Regions from separate parts of the Sus scrofa genome. Here region 2 is linked to region 1. Evidence: chromatin contacts called from public Hi-C data. All regions are on one chromosome and are shown on one strand. Each heading gives the region's core, a stretch centred on a gene start, on an enhancer-like site or on the middle of the called end of the contact. The rest is flanking DNA. Distances are from core to core; before and after follow the strand shown. Region 1 holds the start of GATAD1 (GATA zinc finger domain-containing protein 1). Region 2 holds the start of PEX1 (peroxisome biogenesis factor 1).

Region 1 (3,091 bases), core at 115-2,614:
CTACACAACGCCATCACAGTACAAGGCACTGAACATAATCATCTTACATTTTTTAATTTAAAAATATGTCTTCTCCCTTTTCCTTTAGTGGAAACTTTCTTTTCAGCAGCTGGAGCAGATTTGTACTTAGTGTTTCGGAGCCGAGCTGACCTCCTGTGAATTTCTTGCTTACTCTGTTACATAAAGAACAAAAAAGAAAGAAATAAGCGTAGACAGCCTGCAGTTCTAAAACAACCATCTTACAAGTATCCCAAAATATGTACTTTAAACCACATTTAAAAACTAAGGGTGCGCTTTTTCTTTTTACGCTGGGTAATCACTGAACTGGGCTAATAAAAACAGAAAGGGCACTGGACAAGCAACTCCAGAGCCGCTACTTGCAACAGGGCAAGGGGCCGCAATAAGAGTTAAGTTTAGGTCAAGGCAGGAACTGTTCATTTGTTGTGTTTGTAACCAAAAATCCTTGAAAACTCAGCTCTCCAAAGCCTGAGAACAGGTCAGGTAGACCACCTCCTGCAATGGAACACTTACGCTGCCACCGAAAATGATGACACGGTAATCTTAACAGCATGACATCAAGACAATAAACTTTATTAACAGGGAAAGAGGTCCAGCGGAACGACCTTGTTCACCTGTGTGCACATGTGTACGTGGAGATGTCTGGTTTCCATCCAAACATTACAATAGGGGCAATTTCTGAAAGGTTTTGGTTTTCTTACTTCTCTATAGACTTTCAATTTCTCACAAGAAAAGGTGCTTAAAAAGGGCCAAACCAATGACGATCTTCTCATCGGGGTTGGGAGTGGGCACAGCGATCCTGGGCTCCCACCGTTCCCTCCTCGCCCTCCTCCCGCCTGACTCGCAGCCGGTCGGCCTCCGCCGTCGGGAGGGGCCGCGGGAGCTCACCTGCTTGCCGCCCCCGCCCCCGTTGCTCTGCGGCGGGGCGGCCGAGGTGCTGGCGAAGGTGGCCGCGCCGAAGCCGCCTCCGCCGCCGCTGCCTCCTGTCCCACCGGCCGCCCCCGAGCCGGTGCCCCCGCCGCCCGCGCCGCCCCTGCCCGTGCAGTGGTGACAGAGAATCTCCCCCTGCGGGCCCTTCTTCCACATGGAGGACGACGTGGTCTTGCAGCCGCTGCAGGTGGGCTTCAGGCCCAGAGGCATCGTGGCCGGCTCGGGCGGCCCCCGCGGGCGCAGCGACACCGGAATGGCTCCCGCCGACCCCGGCGGCCCGCTGGCCGGCCCGCCACTCCCAGAAACGGAAAGAGCGGCGCGGGCGTGGCGCCGAGCTGTCCACGTACAGAGCGGACCGCGGCCGCTGCCCCCTGGAGGCAGGAAGCCGGTTCCGCCCGCGAAACTCAGCGCTGCAGCCCAGTGCGGCCAGCGGCGCCCGGACGCGAGGCCGGGGCGGGGCCTGGCCTGGGAGGGGCCTGGCCTGGGAGGAGCGCCCAGACGCCTGGAGAGGAAGCTTCCGGAGAGGGGGCGGGGCACGCGCGCCCCAAGGCCCGCCTGACCGGAAATGCCCTATCCGGAACTACTGGGAGCAGGTTGCTCCTCAAACATTTTGCCTTAGGCCCACGATTGGCCTGTGAAGTGCAGGACGCCCAATTAAATCTGAATTTCATTTAGGCAGGGAATATTTTTTTTTGTCTTTTTGTCTTTTTACTGCCGTACCCATAGCATATAGAGGTTCCCAGGCTAGGGCTCTAATCCGAGCTGCCCGCCTACGCCCCAGCAACGCCAGATCCGCTGCTGCGTCTGCAACCTACACCAGGGTGGATCCTTAACCCACTGGGCGAGGCCAGGGATGGTACCTCAACCTCATGGTTCCTAGTCGGATTCATTTCTGCTGCGCTATGACGGGAACTCCAAGGCAGCGAATAATTTTTTAACACAAGTGTACCCTAGGCAATATTTGTTGTTTATCTGAATGCAAGTTTAAGTGGACATCCCGTATTTTTGCTAAATCTAACACTCCTTAGGACACCTTTACACCCTTTAAAGTTGTGATTTAGACCCTCTCAGATGCTTTCGATTATATGGCTTATTTCATGGACATTTATGTATTAGGAGTTGAAATGTATTTTAAAACCTAAGATGCCACCCCTGCATTCATTGGCCCTGGAGTGAAGGTGTCATAAGCCCACAGATCTGAACAGTATGCCAGGGAAAGGATGAATAGAAATGTCAAATAGCTGGTTGGGCATTGTTGGGAAACAGATTTGGCCCTGAGAGCCCCGGGAAAGCCCTCCCTGGACCACTCGAGAACAGCTGGCCTAGGACAAGTGCATCATAATGTGGAAAGTAACATAATGTCTTTTCTATCAAAGGAAATCTTGATTACTCCATTTTGCTCTGGTTTCTGCTGGTTGAAATGCTTTCCTGCCACCACCTCCTCTTTCTTTTTCTCCCAGTAACAATTTGTTTCAAATTAGCCAACCAAGGAAATGTGCACCCTGACCTGACCAATGGGAAGGGGACAGGTGCAGCGCCTGTGTTAGGAATAAATAGGGAGGGTCCTTTCCTCTTTTTGCATGCTTTTTGGCTCTTTTTGCATGCTTTTTGACCAAGCATGCCCTTCTGCAGAAGTAAAGAGCCTTGTCAAGGTCTCCCCGTGTTCATGTGCCTTTTTCGACACTGACGATTCGAGCCATGTCTCCAACAATAAGAATCCTGCTCCCCTCTGCTACTGTCACTGGTAAGGACAGGCCTCCCCAGGGACAATCTCTCCTCAGCCTCTCTTAGAATGGCGGCTGCATACCTGTCTTCATGAGCCTGGGTTTTCTAGACTTGGCATTCTTGGACAGTTCTTGATGAGTATGTTAGTGGAGGGCTGGGAGGAAAGGAAGAATAAAACTGTATTGAATGGCTTATGATGTGAAACAGCATTTAGTGCTTATGCCAATCATGGAACAAGATATTATCCCTATTGTACTGTTAACTGATCATCAATGGAGGGACAGTGATTGGGTCCTGATGGTGACATGGCCACTGCTCTGGGAGGCACAGCTGGAGAGGCCTTGGAAGTAGCCCTGGGTCCCAGGCTGTGGCTCCCTCATCCTGGCTCTGAGTCTAGGGTTTTCCAATAGTAAAACAA
Region 2 (2,912 bases), core at 204-2,703, 84 kb before region 1:
CTTAATTGTTGGAGAAAATTTTATGTTATATAGAAGGAGATTCAATTACACAGGTCCATAAAATAAGAGATCCAATACCTAATGTTTACTGCCTTCTGAATAGAAGGCACTGTGCTAAGCCCTATACATGGATCCATGTCATCCTCACACAACCTCCGTAAGTAGGTCCTTTTACCATACTGGTGTCTAAAGAATAAGAAAACAGTCTTAATGGGGTCAAGTAACCTGTCCATGGTCATGATGTTAGTAAACAGTGAAACTTGAAAATTTACTCCCAAACCAATTTTTAATCTACCATACTACACACACAAAAAAATTGTTAAGCATGGGAATGACGTGATAGAAAGAGTTTGGTAGGGCTAACATTTAAAAAGACTAGAAGAATACAGGGTCATGTTAGTTACTGGGTAATTCAGAAATGAATGAGGGAGGCCAAATGTAGGCAACGGGAATGGAGAAAATGAGACACTGTTTAACTTGCATATTACCTTGCACTTTGTAAATTGAGAAATTTAATAAGATAAACTTCTGTAAAGTCTTCTGCTGGGTATTCATCTAGAGCATTATACTGTTCAATTGCACCATACAAAGCAAATCGCTCAACTAATTCCTTCATGGCTCCGACTGCAGGAACTCCTTGTATTAATAAGTACCGAGATTCCAAATTGATCGTGTAAACCTATAAGAAATCAGACACATTAAATGTATTTCACAAAGAAGCCTGGGACAAATCTAATCCTATATTTTTTTAAAGTTGAAAAAAACACCTTTCGACTGGTTTGCATAAAAACAGGAAATCTAAAAACTTGCCCCTCTCTCTACATAATGAATAGTTTACCCTTCTTGCAAAGGCCTTTAGCTAAAGCACGTAACATTATCTTCCATCAATGTGTTTTCCACAAATTAGCTCGGTAGAAGTTACAGGGACGAGTTAACAAGTATTCGCTGAGCGTTTACCATGTAACAAGGACCACTGTAAACACGGAAGATACAGTGACTGAAACACAGCCCTCTTCTCACGGAGCTGAGGTTCTAGCAGTAGACTAAAGAGCACTCAAGCATCTTTGGTACTTGAGTACCAGCGTTTTTCATATTCTTCTTCAGTTAATCGATGTGACCGCAGCCTCTCAAGATGTTATTTACGTAAGCTGGGCATGTGAAGCTGGAACTCACAGAAAGCTACCGGGGATAGCGATTGAAACCAAAGTCACTTTACCCTGACAGCGCGAGGGCGGCGCCCCTCTCGATACTTGGCCCGCGAGTCGCATACAGCCCTTTGGACGTGGTGATCGAATAAGCCTCCTAGCTGCCCGCCGCTCAACGCCATCTTGCCGGTGTTATCCCTCGCGAACGACAACATCCGCCCCGTTGCCCCACCGTTTACCCAATAAGAGAGAGGGGTGAGTTAAGGCGTTCCGAGATTGGCTGAAGAATCGACACCGTCGGCCATCGTTTCCTGTGAGCGAGGATTTGGTGAAGAACGTGTCGCCCCCCAGCGGCGCGGCGGAAAGGCCCTGAGAACAGGCGCAGGCGTGCTGGCCCCTCCCGCTCCGGATGCGCCGCGGGGCCTTAGGGGGCGGGGCCGATCGATCGTCTCCGGGTCCGACGCCCGCGACCTGCGGGGTTGGCCCGGGAAAGATAGGTTGGGCGGCTGGGGGTCGGTGCCTGCAGACAATGTGGGGCGGCGATCGCCTGGCGGGTGCTGGCGGAGGCGGGGCGGCCGTGACGGTGGCCTTCACCAACGCTCGCGACTGCTTCCTCCACTTGCCGCGGCGCCTTGTGGCCCAGCTACACCTGCTGCAGGTAAGGCGCCCGCTTGGTGCCGGGCTCTCACCACCGACTTGGGACAGCTGCTGGCCAGTCTGCGGTCGGCCGAGACCCAGGCCTTTTAGGGACGCAGCGGCCGCTCAGGCCTCTCCCGGCGGCGGGATTAGGGCTGCTTTCCCAGCCCCGCCGACCGGTTCAGAGGCCACACTGAGGACCCCTTGCGGGCAGGGCTGGCCTGGGCGCTCTTGACAGCCACATCACGTCTAGTGCAGCACGGCTTCTTTGAGTTGACCTGCTGTATTCCAGGTCTTTTACTCGCCGGAACTGGGCTTTGAAACGCCCCGATATTCTCCCTCTTCGTTCAACTATTCCTCACTCCAGGTTGGAAAAGCTCTTGAGAAGTCGGGTTTGTTTGTCTTTTGGGATTCTGTTCTGTTTTGTTTCATTATTAGAAAACGTTTTTCCTGCCAGCGATTTCCAGGTGCTTGCATGGCTGTGGTCCCGGCCTTCAGAAAGAGGGGCGGACTTGGTTTGTGAAGTCTCTATTGGTTAACAGAGGTGGAGCCCTGTGTCCCACGAGCGGGATAGATTAATATGAACCTTCTTCCTGTGTCTCCAAACACCTCCGGGGTGCTCCAGGAATGTGCTGTGGGAGTATGCATACTTGGTCATAGGTAGTTAGAATTCCTTGAACCTCTGTTTTCACTTGCGCTCTGCACCTTGTGGTTGTGGCGGTTCATAGCTCTAACACTTGCATGGTTACAGAGATGCAACATCTGTATTTTCCTAATTGTAAAGTGGAGACACCTGGTTTACGAGTTTGAGCGTGCTTGCTTAAGGGGCTAAAAGGATAGGCTGTTTGAAATCTTCGAAAATCCTGAATGCATAGTACCCACTGGTTTGCAGTAATTTCAACAGTTTGCAATAATTTCAAATATCTCCCTTTTCCATTTTAGCTACTTCTCTGTAACTCCTTTTCTAGAGTATTTTCCCCTATCTTTCATAGCACATTAATTTCAACAGATCCTGCCATTATTTCTTTTACTATAAAGTAGGCAGTCTCTTGGCCCTGATAAGCTTCCTTCTGGCTGGAGATGAGTTAGTTATTATCACCTGGTCCCAGGTAGCTGCTCCCTGCCCTGTGC

Evidence for each region. Hi-C and Micro-C count contacts between places; a contact is called where the count stands out from the background.
Region 2: a contact with region 1 is called in a Hi-C map of liver, with 6 times the contacts expected there. The contact joins the promoter of PEX1 here to the promoter of GATAD1 in region 1. A contact is called at or near these places in 1 of 5 promoter capture datasets (liver), 7 of 47 Hi-C or Micro-C datasets (fetal liver, heart right ventricle, liver and 1 more) and 1 of 2 datasets of contacts at active chromatin or transcription factors (alveolar macrophages).

Annotation. Positions count from the first base shown.
Region 1 is chr9:72,358,594-72,361,684 of Sscrofa11.1, reverse strand. It overlaps GATAD1 (GATA zinc finger domain-containing protein 1), which reads right to left and starts at 1,364. Exons shown (of 4, transcript XM_021102379.1): 1 at 907-1,364; 2 at 48-173. The coding sequence starts at 1,158.
Region 2 is chr9:72,443,259-72,446,170 of Sscrofa11.1, reverse strand. It overlaps PEX1 (peroxisome biogenesis factor 1), which reads left to right and starts at 1,453. Exons shown (of 23, transcript XM_021102380.1): 1 at 1,453-1,803. The coding sequence starts at 1,555. RBM48 (RNA-binding protein 48) reads right to left here and starts at 1,360. Exons shown (of 5, transcript XM_003130141.5): 1 at 1,217-1,360; 2 at 489-679. The coding sequence starts at 1,360.